Regions from separate parts of the Sus scrofa genome. Here region 2 is linked to region 1. Evidence: chromatin contacts called from public HiChIP or PLAC-seq data. All regions are on one chromosome and are shown on one strand. Each heading gives the region's core, a stretch centred on a gene start, on an enhancer-like site or on the middle of the called end of the contact. The rest is flanking DNA. Distances are from core to core; before and after follow the strand shown.

Region 1 (5,290 bases), core at 1,368-3,867:
TAAAATTGGTACAACCTCTTTGGAGATCAGTTTGTTGATTCCATTACATTTTTTTTTTGCTTTTTTCTTTAGGGTCACCCCTGTGGCATTTGGAGGTTCCCAGGCTAGGGGTCGAATCAGAGATGCAGTTGCCAGCCTACCCCATAGCCCTAGCAATGTGGGATCTGAGCCTCGTCTGAGACCTACACCATAGCTCATGGCAACGCCAGATCCTTAACCCACTGAGCAAGGCCAGGGATCCTTGTCTATGACTCACATCCTCATGGATGCTGGTTGGACCACCACAGGGGAACTCCTATTAATTTTTTTTTTTTTTTGTCTTTTTGCCTTTTCTAGGGCTGCTCCCACAGCATATGGAGGTTCCCAGGCTAGGGGTCGAATCAGAGCTGTAGCGGCCAGCCTACGCCAGAGCCACAGCAACTCAGGATCTGAGCCATGTCTGTGACCCACATCACAGTTCATGGCAACGCCAGATCCTTAACCCACTGAGCAAGGCCAGGGATGAAACCTGCAACCTCATGGTTCCTAGTCCACTGCGTCACAACAGGAACTCCTTAATTTTTTCGAAAGTAGTTTTTAATTATGTAATTCCACTTCTACAAATACCTCTACAAAGTTGAATGAACAAGAATACTCAAAGCTGTGTTATATTTAAATTGAAAAAATGGTAACAATGTAAATGTCCATAGGAAGGACTGCATGAATTATGATGCATCTAGCTAACAGAATTCTCTGCAGCCATTATAAAGAGTGAGGTATGGAAGTTCCCCTTGTGGTTCAGTGGTTAACGAATCTGACTAGGAACCATGAGGTTGCGGGTTCGATCCCTGGCCTTGCTCAGTGGGTTAAGGATCCAGCATTGCCGTGAGCTGTGGTGTAGGTTGCAGAGGAGGCTCAGATCCTCTGTTGCTGTGGCTGTGGCATAGGCCAGCAGCTGTAGCTCTGATTCAACCCCTAGCCAGGGAACTTCCATATGCCACAGGTACAGCCCTAAAAAAAAAAAAAAAAAAAAAAAAAAAAAAAGAAGAGTGAAGTAGAGAAGTAGGGTTTCTATGCTGACATAGAAAGGGCTTCAGGGAATACTAAGTGCAAAGAGAAAGTTTGCATAATAATAATGGTAATAATAGTAATTATTATTATTAGAAACATTTGTACAGTGTGTACTATCTTCTAAGCATTTTACCGTTATTAACTCATTTAATTCTCATCACTGCCCTATGAGATGGGGGCTATTCTTATCCCCATTTTACAGATGAAGGGACTGAAGCACAACAATGTCATATAATTTGCCCGAGGTCCCAAAACTAGTGGCAGAGGCAGTTCTTACCTGGTACTTTCCATTTATGTTTAAAAAATAAAGCATGCCTGTAAATATATGCATGCATGTATATGCATATGTTTGTGTGTATGTATTCATTTAGGCACAGACAGTGGCTTTAAGCAGAGCCTCCAAATGGTTAGAAGTCACTTTCTCTGAAAAGTGAGTTAGGATGAGAGAGGAAGAGGGGAAGACCGTTCCCTGCTCCAAGTCTTTTTTTGCTTGTTTGCTTTTGCTACAAGGTAAGTGAGGTTTCTCAAAATGTACCTTTCTAGTTATTTTTTTTCTACTGCCATAAGTTTAGGAAGAATTTGGCCATTTTCTTCATGGTCGAAACGTTACGTCATTATTGATTCATTCAGCAAAAACTGCTAGATGTCCCTGTCTCGACCAGCCCTGAAGGAGCTCCCTGTCTCGTGGAAGAGACTAACATGTAAACATGTAATTTCAGAGGCTCTGTAAAGGGGATGCACAAAGATGGGTTGGGAGAAGCAGAAAGGAAAAGTAAGAGCTCTGCAGCAGACAGGGAAGGGGAGGGAGAGGAAAAGCATCCCAGACGGAGGGAATAATGAGAGTAAAGACACCAGAACCCACATTATTCTTCAGGGAACCGGGTGTAGTTTGATTTAGCTGCAGCTTAGGGAGGAAAAGGTGAGGAAGGCAGGTGCCGCCTCACCTCAGCCCTTGTGGACCATGTTAAGGACTTGATCCTGTGTGCCAGTTTCCCCTAAGGAACATTCAAAGAACACAGGTGTTCCAAGAATAGCTTAAAAGATACAGATCAAGAGATATACCTACAATGGACTATTATCCAGCCTTGAAAGGGAAGGAAATTCTGACACATGCTACAAGTGGAATAACCTTGAAATTACGCTAAATAGGTTAGACACAGAAGGACAAATACTGTATGATTCCGTTTATATGAGGTACCTAGAATAGTCACATTTATAGGTACAGAAAGGAGAATAGTGGTTACTAGAGGATGGAGGGAAGGAGGAATGGGGAGTTACTGTTCAATGGTTACATAAACTCAGTTTGAGATGATGAGAAAGTTCTAGAGAAGGGTGTTGGAAAGAGACGCACAACAGTATGAATGTACTTAATGCCACTGAATCATACACTCAAAAAGTGTTAAAATCATAAATTTTACTTTATGCATATTTTACCATAACAAAAAAACAAGTTAAGATGGTAAATTTTGCTATGAATATTTTAGCACAACTTTACAATATGGAAAAAAATTTAAAAGATATAGACAAAATTTTTTTATAAATTCGATGTTCTTTTTCTTTTTTGATATTAAAATTAGATCATTTTACTTAAGCTGATAATAATGATTTGTTTTTGTTATACGATAATGTCTACCACTGAAAGCTACTGAAAACTAGCTTTATACCCGGAGATGGGGAGATGCAGGCTCAGAGAGATCAACTAATTGGCTCAAGAGCACACAGCTAGTGAGGGGTCATTTCTAGGAATCCTAGAATTGGAACACAGCTCTAACACTTTGCTCTTTCACCAATCCCCAAACCACTTGATTATCTTGCTACTTTGGATAGGGCAATACCTTACTTTAGGGGAAAAAAAAATCTCCCTTGGCCTGCAAAGACAGCATTGTTTGGTGTTTTCTGGGTTCAGAAACCGTAAGAAATCTGGGACAACGCAGAATGAAATATTTGTTGAGTGTCTACACTTGATCCACATCTGATTCTTTTTAAGGGCTTGGACCCTCTGCAAGAGAGATCAAAAACATTTAAAATGAGTCTAGACGCACACACCCTAATAACTACTCGGCAAGCCAAGCCACCTGTTACCTACCGACTGGAGGAGGGTCTGTATTTGTGTGTGTGTGTGTGTGTGTGTTGCGGCAGTTATCTAAAGAATACGGCTTTCAGCTCCCTAGCCACCAGCCTCCCTATTCCAGGTACCCCGCCGCACTAAGAGAGCCAGCGCGGGCTCGCGCGCAGGCGCAAGGCAGCCGCTAAGTTCCGCGACTGTGCGGTGCTGACTGTCGCGTGGTGTCCCCGAGTGGTTCCCCTAGGCTACTTCTCCCTCTTCATCCTGGACTCAGGGTCGCCACTGCCCGTTCTGCAGGCACTTTGCAACCCGTGCCCAGGCCGAGCCAGGCGCAGCCCCTACCCTCTGACCCAGCGTTGCACAATGCCCGACCAAAGTCCCCGGGCGGGTAAACCCCAGCGTCCCTGCCCCTGGGCGGGGACGGGTGGCGGCCTTGCGGGGAGCCGAGGCGACCAGCGCAGCCGGCTCAGTGCACCGGCGCCGGCCCTCGAGTTCCCCGCGAGCTGCCGCCGCAGACCCCCAAGCCGCTCGGCCCCGCTGCCCGCCGCTCGCCGCTCCCCTCGCAGGCCGCCGCCGCGGTCGCCGCCGCCGCAGCCATGGCGGAAGTTCATAGACGTCAGCATGCCCGGGTTAAAGGAGAAGCCCCCGCGAAATCCTCCACACACAGACATGAGGAGGAGCTGGGGATGGCGTCGGCCGAAACGCTGACCGTGTTCCTGAAGCTGCTGGCAGCCGGCTTTTACGGCGTGAGCTCCTTCCTGATCGTGGTCGTCAACAAGAGCGTGCTCACCAATTACAGGTAGGGCCGAGGCGGCGCCGGCCCAGGCCGCGGAGAGGAGCGGGCGGCGGCGCTGGGCGCGGGCTCCCTGGACTTTGGTTGCAAAGTTGGAGCTGAACAAAGTTGGGCGGGAGCCGGGGAGGGCGGGCAGGCGGCTGACACGCGGCCGGAGCGGCGGAGCCGGCTGGCTCGTCGGCCGGGCGTTGTGGTCCGGCTCCCCGCGCGGAGCTCGGGACAACGCGGAGCGAGTTCGGGGCCGCTTTGGGCAAGCGCCTGCCATGCCTACTGTGCAGCGCCTTGGGGAACCTTGCCCTTCGGAACCACAGAGCGAAGTTGCTTCGTGACTTTTTAACTCTGTGCACGCCAGGCAGAGAGCCGGCTGAGGGATGCCCTCCCTTCCCCGCAGCCTGGCCCGGGGTCTGGGACTTCACGGTTCTCCGAATTGGCTGACAGCCTCTGGGGACCTACTCATCCTCGAGCCCATTTAAGATGACTGTGATGCAGCCGCTGGGACCCCGAGGCAGAAGCATTTTTTCCCCCTAAAGGTGTGAAACCGTTGAAGAGATATGTCTTTTATTTCCAAGAAAAATCTTTTGCAGGCAGCCGACTGAAATTGTAGAATTTGGACAAGATGAGACAAGGGGCCGCCGGAGGCTACAGAATCAGCGGTGTTGCCTGACAACCAGCAGGGATATTTCTCCCCGGTTGTCAGACGAGGGGCAGACGTTGCTGTGTTTCCTATCAGTATGCACTGTAAGGTCGCCGATGTGCAAGTTGAATTAAGCGAGCTCGAGTTTTGCTGACCATGTGTTTTGTTTTGTTTTTTTCTCTCTACCATTTTTGTAGATTTCCCTCCTCACTATGTGTTGGACTTGGCCAGGTTAGTTGGAATCTTCAGCATTACGTGGTTGGTGTCGTTAGAACTTCTGAGTGTGCCTTTATGTGTAGAACAGTGAATCTGTGTTCTCTGTTTACAGATGGTGGCTACAGTGGCAGTACTCTGGGTGGGAAAGGCACTCAGAGTAGTCAAGTTTCCAGACTTTGACAGAAATGTACCTCGAAAGGTAAAAAAAGAAAAAAAAAGGAAAACTTTATTTTCGGAAATCACTAAATGTATTTTTATCAGTGCCTTACATACCTAAAAATTGCAGTCTTGAAATCACCCAATCCAGAGTGGGTGATTAATGAAGGTAAAGAATGAATGTTGTAATAGGTTTTTAAAAAGTCCCACGATCTCTTTAAATTTAAGAGGAAAAAAAAAAGTCCCTTGATCTTATGTTCTGTTTTAATGAACACTTGTTGGGATGACAACCATTTAACATTTTCTTTCTTTTTTTTGTCTTTTTTTTATGGCCCCACCTGAGACATATGGATGTTCCCAGGCTAGGGATCTAATC
Region 2 (5,290 bases), core at 1,569-4,068, 150 kb after region 1:
GGATTAATTCAACAGATGTCTTCTTTGTATTCAAATACAAACACTTAATATTTATACTTGGGTTAACAAAAATAAATCTGTAAATCCTATTGATACTAGGTGAACTGAAAATGGGACGTTATAGAGTTGACAGTATGAGAAAATTCACCATTACCGATTAGGTATTTAAAATTATTAGTTTATAGTCTTTATTATTGTGATATCCAAAATGGTAGTTCTGTTAGAATTGTGTAGTAAAACATTTACAGTTAGGCTAAAAGGTGTTGTTAATTCCAATTATATGTGAGGTTTGTGGCTAATGCCTTAAAACAAAAAAATCACTATACAAAGCCTGAATAAATGCCTCTTTAGCTCCCATTCTCCACCTAAAGGCTTCCTTATTTTCCGGCAAGCTAACATCAACTTTTACCACATTAAGCTACTCAAAACTGCTGTTATTTTGGGAAATTATTTTTAAGCAATTTACTGCATACTCCATTAAAAAATTATTAAACAATTTTATAGAGGCTCCAATACACATACATACACACACACATGCACACATACACGAACCCCTCAAAGTTATTATTTTGCTATTAACAAAAGCATGTTAAGCCTCAATTTTACTTCAACCAGCACCTCAAACTAGCCAATAATTAAACCTGGCAATTTACATACATCTAAGAAATATAACCTTTAATTTGGTACCAATATTTGATTCAAAGATAAGTAATGTATACCAATACTATAAAAACACGTTATGCAATTCAGAAAGGTACCTCTCAAAATGCACCAAGAAAATACCTGTAACAATTTAGACTCTGAGACTGTTTAAATGAAACAGATTAATACAGCACATTCACAATTCTAAAATCAAATTCTGTATCTAACAATTTTCAGAGTCCACGAGTCCCTTTTGAGATTACTTTGTAAACTATTTCCTAAAATTTTTATTTAAAAGTGACAGCCTACACATGATGTGCAGGTAAAAATTTATGGATAACTATGAATTTGGTTGAGAATACCTAAATGTTGATGTCACCTATTTTTAAACTGAGATTTTAGATAAATTGAGAATTTTACCTTTACTTTAGCAAGCAGAATGTAGGTTACAAAGTAGTAATTAATGCATTACATTTGTAAGCCCCACATCTATGCAACAATCAGCATCATCTTTTTGTTAGTTTGATTTTTATTAATGCCACTCCAAATACACACACATATATATAGCCTTTTGATTCTTCAAAGAACAGTTCTGGTTTTTCTTTTCGTAATTTTTACATAAAGAATTGTATCCAGTGGTTCCACTTTATCAGATTACCACAAACTGATATTTCAATAGTTTTAATATTTTTGACATGTTATTTTTATCTCATCCAAACTCTGGAAATTATTAGCCCATCAGTCGTTCTCATACACTAGAAGAGTAATATAACATTTATATTACTTGAGGGAGTTTGGACTTTCCCTCCCTTAATCTCCAAGCGTGCCCCTGCCTACCAGCATCACATCCGTCTTGTCTGCATTGAACCTCAACCAGTTGGTTCTTAACCACGTCCGAAACTCAGCCAGGCACTGGGAGAATCGAGCCACCACACCATCTGGATCAAAGGAAAGAGAGCCTCAGTAGTAAGGAGACCAAAGACGATGATACCACAAGCTCCCCATTCACCCTGTCTCTAATTTTTTAAAACACGGTCAAGAATTGGGACAGGAATCCCACGACAATTTTAGAAAAACATTAATGAGCCTTGGGTCATGCAGTCTGTAACTGATGGTAATGAAATAAAAGCGACCCCAAAAATAGGTCGCCTTATTCCACCCATGACTGAAGAAAGGTTCACTCAACTCCGGGTGGTCTCAGCTAAGCGGCCTCAGTGGAGGGGCCAGTCTTGTAATTGCATAAGCTTTTCTGCAAAATTAAGAGTTTTAGCGTTGGAGGAAGCTTTGGGGATAAATGGGGCCCAGAGGTGGATAATGACTCGCCCAAGGTCACATAGCGAAGACTAGCGATGGGCTCCAGGCCAGAGATCTTTCCACCAAAAGCTGAAAGAACAAGGCCATTCAAAGGCGGGGGAGGCATCTGTCTCCAGGGTGGGGCTGCGAGGACCTCACTCCCTTACAATAACGCCTTCTTCGAGCCTCTCTTCCCTCCCTCACTCCCTCTGAAAAGGGCCGGTTCGCCCAAGGGCTGCAGTGGGATCGAATCCGTGATACAGAGGCAAAGAGGCGGAGCCACGGGCACCATCAGCTTGGCCCCACCCCGACCAGGTTCGGGATCAGACTGAAGAAAGGGGCGGAAGCCGACAGGGCGAGGCGAACTCACTCCGCAGCGGATTCCCAGCGCGCCGCGGATGCTGGGGAAGACCGGCGCTGCAGCCACCACCGCCAAAGCAAAAGACCCGGCTGGGAAGGGGTGGGCGGCGGAGAGGCGCTGCGCATGCGCCCTGGGTGGCCGGCGCCACTTCGGGAGGGGGAGCAAGAAGGGCTTGATCTCTCAGCCCCTCCCCGGAAGTTAAGGATCTTCCGGGCGATACAGTGCGGTGGGGGAGGGGAAGGAGAAAAAGGGTACCGGGGACACTTGGAGAGCCCTTCATCCCAAATAGGACTAGGAGAGGATAGATGGTTTATGGAGGCTGCACTTACAGCCGCTGCCGCTGCTGCCACCGCCACCTTCGCTGCTGCCGCCACCGCCTGAAGAAGCCCCATCCATCCGCCTGCAGCCGGGGAGACTCAGAGCCTGGGAGGGGCCTGGGGCCCGGGCCGCCCGCCTCCTTCTTCTAGTCGTCGGCCGGAGCTTCCTCTTGCTCCGCCAACCCTCTGCCCTCCCCTTCGCCTCCGCCCTCCTCCTGGGCCTCTAGCCGCCAGCCAACCGCGCGGCCGCTTGTTGAGCCAGGGCTCCACTGTCTCCATGACGCCCGGCAAACATTCCCGTGCCTCAGCTGGAGCCGCTAACGCCGAGGGTTGGGATACTGGGTCTCCAGAAGCAGCCAAGGAAGGGGGTGGTCGACCACTCCCATCCGGTCGCCGCCATGCCCATCTCTCCGGTAAACAGCCGCAAGCAGCAGAATCTCGGGGTGTAAGTTCCGGCGCTGAAACTTTAGTCCATCCCGCCTGATCCCGGAGAGAGCCCTTTCAGAGCCTTTTACTGCATCTGTGTTCAATCAGCAGTCTTGGAAGCTCCTAGGCGGCAGTGTTTCCTTCCTTGACCTAATACATCCTTTTCTAAACCTCTACTGCTGTGCTTGCTCTCTTAGAAAAGAACCTAGTTTGTTTAGAACTACCTTTCGTCCTAGTACTCCTGTTTTTTTGTTTTGTTTTCGGTCTGCAGTCTCAAGCCTTTTGCCTTCAAATTGTGCCGAGATGTTCAATCCTCTCAACTTCTATGACTCATCAGACTGTACATTGCTATGCGCTGTAGTCGAGGTTTTTTCCTGCCTCCTCCTCATACCATCCTCCCTTAAAACTCATTCCAGCTCACAACGTTCTGTTGTTCTGCAGCAGTGGATGAGAGGCTGGAGAAAAGCAGACAGCTCTGGCGATTTGTCTCACATTTAAACTTATATGGTCCCTTAGTCTAGCAGCCCCACTAAAGTTTCCTAATTCCTCGGCCCTTCCATGCTTCCAGACCACTTTTGTTCTCTCTTTTCAAGCCTTCTGTGACTCTGCTCTCCAGTCTCTTCCAGCTGTCTTTCTTTAGCAGAACTTGTTGAATGAACTTGGAAGAGAACCTTGCGTTCTCTCTTGAATATGGTACTCAGGTCTTTGTCCATCCTACCACTTCTCTCTCTCACACACACACAAATAGCTTTTGTGAAGGTAAGCAATAGCTCTCCAGCTATCCAACTGGACATTTCTCAGTTTCTTTTCTAACACATTCATTAGCAGTTTTCATCTAGTTTATCACTTCTTGAGTTTCGAATCACATAATTGGGTTTCTGGAACACCACCCCTCCTTAATTGTCCCCTTGGTTTATGTCTACCTCTTTTCAAAATACTCTGCTGGTACCTCATCTCGTCCATACCTAAATGTGGGAGTGTTGCTGGGATCAGTGTTTAAACCTCTTTTCCGCACTATTGTTTTTTGCCTTTCAGAATTACCTGTATACTGATGCTTTACAAGTTTATCTGTAGGCTTTTCCACGAAAACAGACAAACATCTGCACTTAGGAGTTAATAGGCATCTCAAAATTCGTATCTAAACCTGAACTTATTCCCCCTCTAACAGTCACCCTCAACATGTAAATCACTGTGGCTTTTCTGGAAAGCATCCAGTTTTTCCCATTTCATTCAGAGTGAAAGCCCACATCCTTGCAGGGCCCTACAGGACCTCACCTTGGACTCTTCACCTTGGCTGACTAAATACACTCAGATGGTTCCACAATGGTACAGGCACATTTCCCTACCTCAAGATGTGCATTTGCTGTTCTTTAGAATATTATACCCCCTTGTAATCTCATGACTCATTTCCTTCAGGTGTCACCTCATCAAAGAGTCCTTCCCTAAGTACCTTACATGAAATAATAATACTCCTCCCAGCACAGGTTCCTCAACTTGCTTTATTCTTCTCCATAAAACTTATTCGTGTTTGGCATATTATATATTTGTTAATCTGTCTTCATCCAAGCAATGATGTATTCCATGAAGGCAGAGATTTTTTTCCACCATTATTGCCTAGAATTGAAGAAGACACTCAGTAAATACTTGCTGACAGCAAATGAATGAATATGTACTTCAGTAACATTAGCTACTGCTCATCTTGTCTGGTTTTTGTTTTTACTTGTAGGTATGGAAATCTCAAAGTAAAATTAAGTTTTATTTCATGTAAATTTTTTAAATGTCATAGAACCCTCATAGTACCTGAGAGAGTGTTAGAAAAATTCTTTGGGGGATTTCTTAAATAATAACACATTAATGAGAAGTTATCTGTTAAGGAAAGAGTGGGGCGGGAGATAGGAAGTGGTATAACCAGTTTTTGAGCTAACCATTTTATCTAATTAAAATTTCCTAGATACTATCATTTACAACCATTGGTTTGACCTAATATGTTATTGCTCATCTTCCTCAGTTTGGGACTTAATCCTGATCTTAGGATCTCATGAAACATGTACTTATCAATTTTCTACTTTCTCCAGTTTTTCCTATATTGGATCTTTTCCACTGTCTTAACAATACAGATCTTCCTCAACTTAGAATGAGGTTATGGCCCAATACCATCGTAAGTTGAAAATATCATTAAGTAGAAAGTGCATTTAATACACCTAGCCTACCTTAAACATGCTCAGAACACTTCCATTAGCCTACAGTTGGG

The links. HiChIP or PLAC-seq counts read pairs in DNA pulled down with a chosen protein or histone mark.
Region 2: an H3K27ac HiChIP or PLAC-seq map of skeletal muscle shows a contact between it and region 1. The contact joins the promoter of MIER1 here to the promoter of SLC35D1 in region 1. A contact is called at or near these places in 1 of 5 promoter capture datasets (liver), 2 of 47 Hi-C or Micro-C datasets (heart right ventricle and skeletal muscle) and 2 of 2 datasets of contacts at active chromatin or transcription factors (alveolar macrophages and skeletal muscle).

What each region holds. Positions count from the first base shown.
Region 1 is chr6:145,529,983-145,535,272 of Sscrofa11.1, forward strand. It overlaps SLC35D1 (UDP-N-acetylglucosamine/UDP-glucose/GDP-mannose transporter), which reads left to right and starts at 2,618. Exons shown (of 11, transcript XM_003127939.6): 1 at 2,618-3,914; 2 at 4,740-4,773; 3 at 4,871-4,957. The coding sequence starts at 3,712.
Region 2 is chr6:145,677,245-145,682,534 of Sscrofa11.1, forward strand. It overlaps MIER1 (mesoderm induction early response protein 1), which reads right to left and starts at 2,819. Exons shown (of 14, transcript XM_021096499.1): 1 at 2,626-2,819; 2 at 1,480-1,580. The coding sequence starts at 2,692. WDR78 (WD repeat-containing protein 78) reads left to right here and starts at 2,891. Exons shown (of 19, transcript XM_021096495.1): 1 at 2,891-2,945; 2 at 2,948-2,995; 3 at 2,998-3,058. The coding sequence starts at 2,891.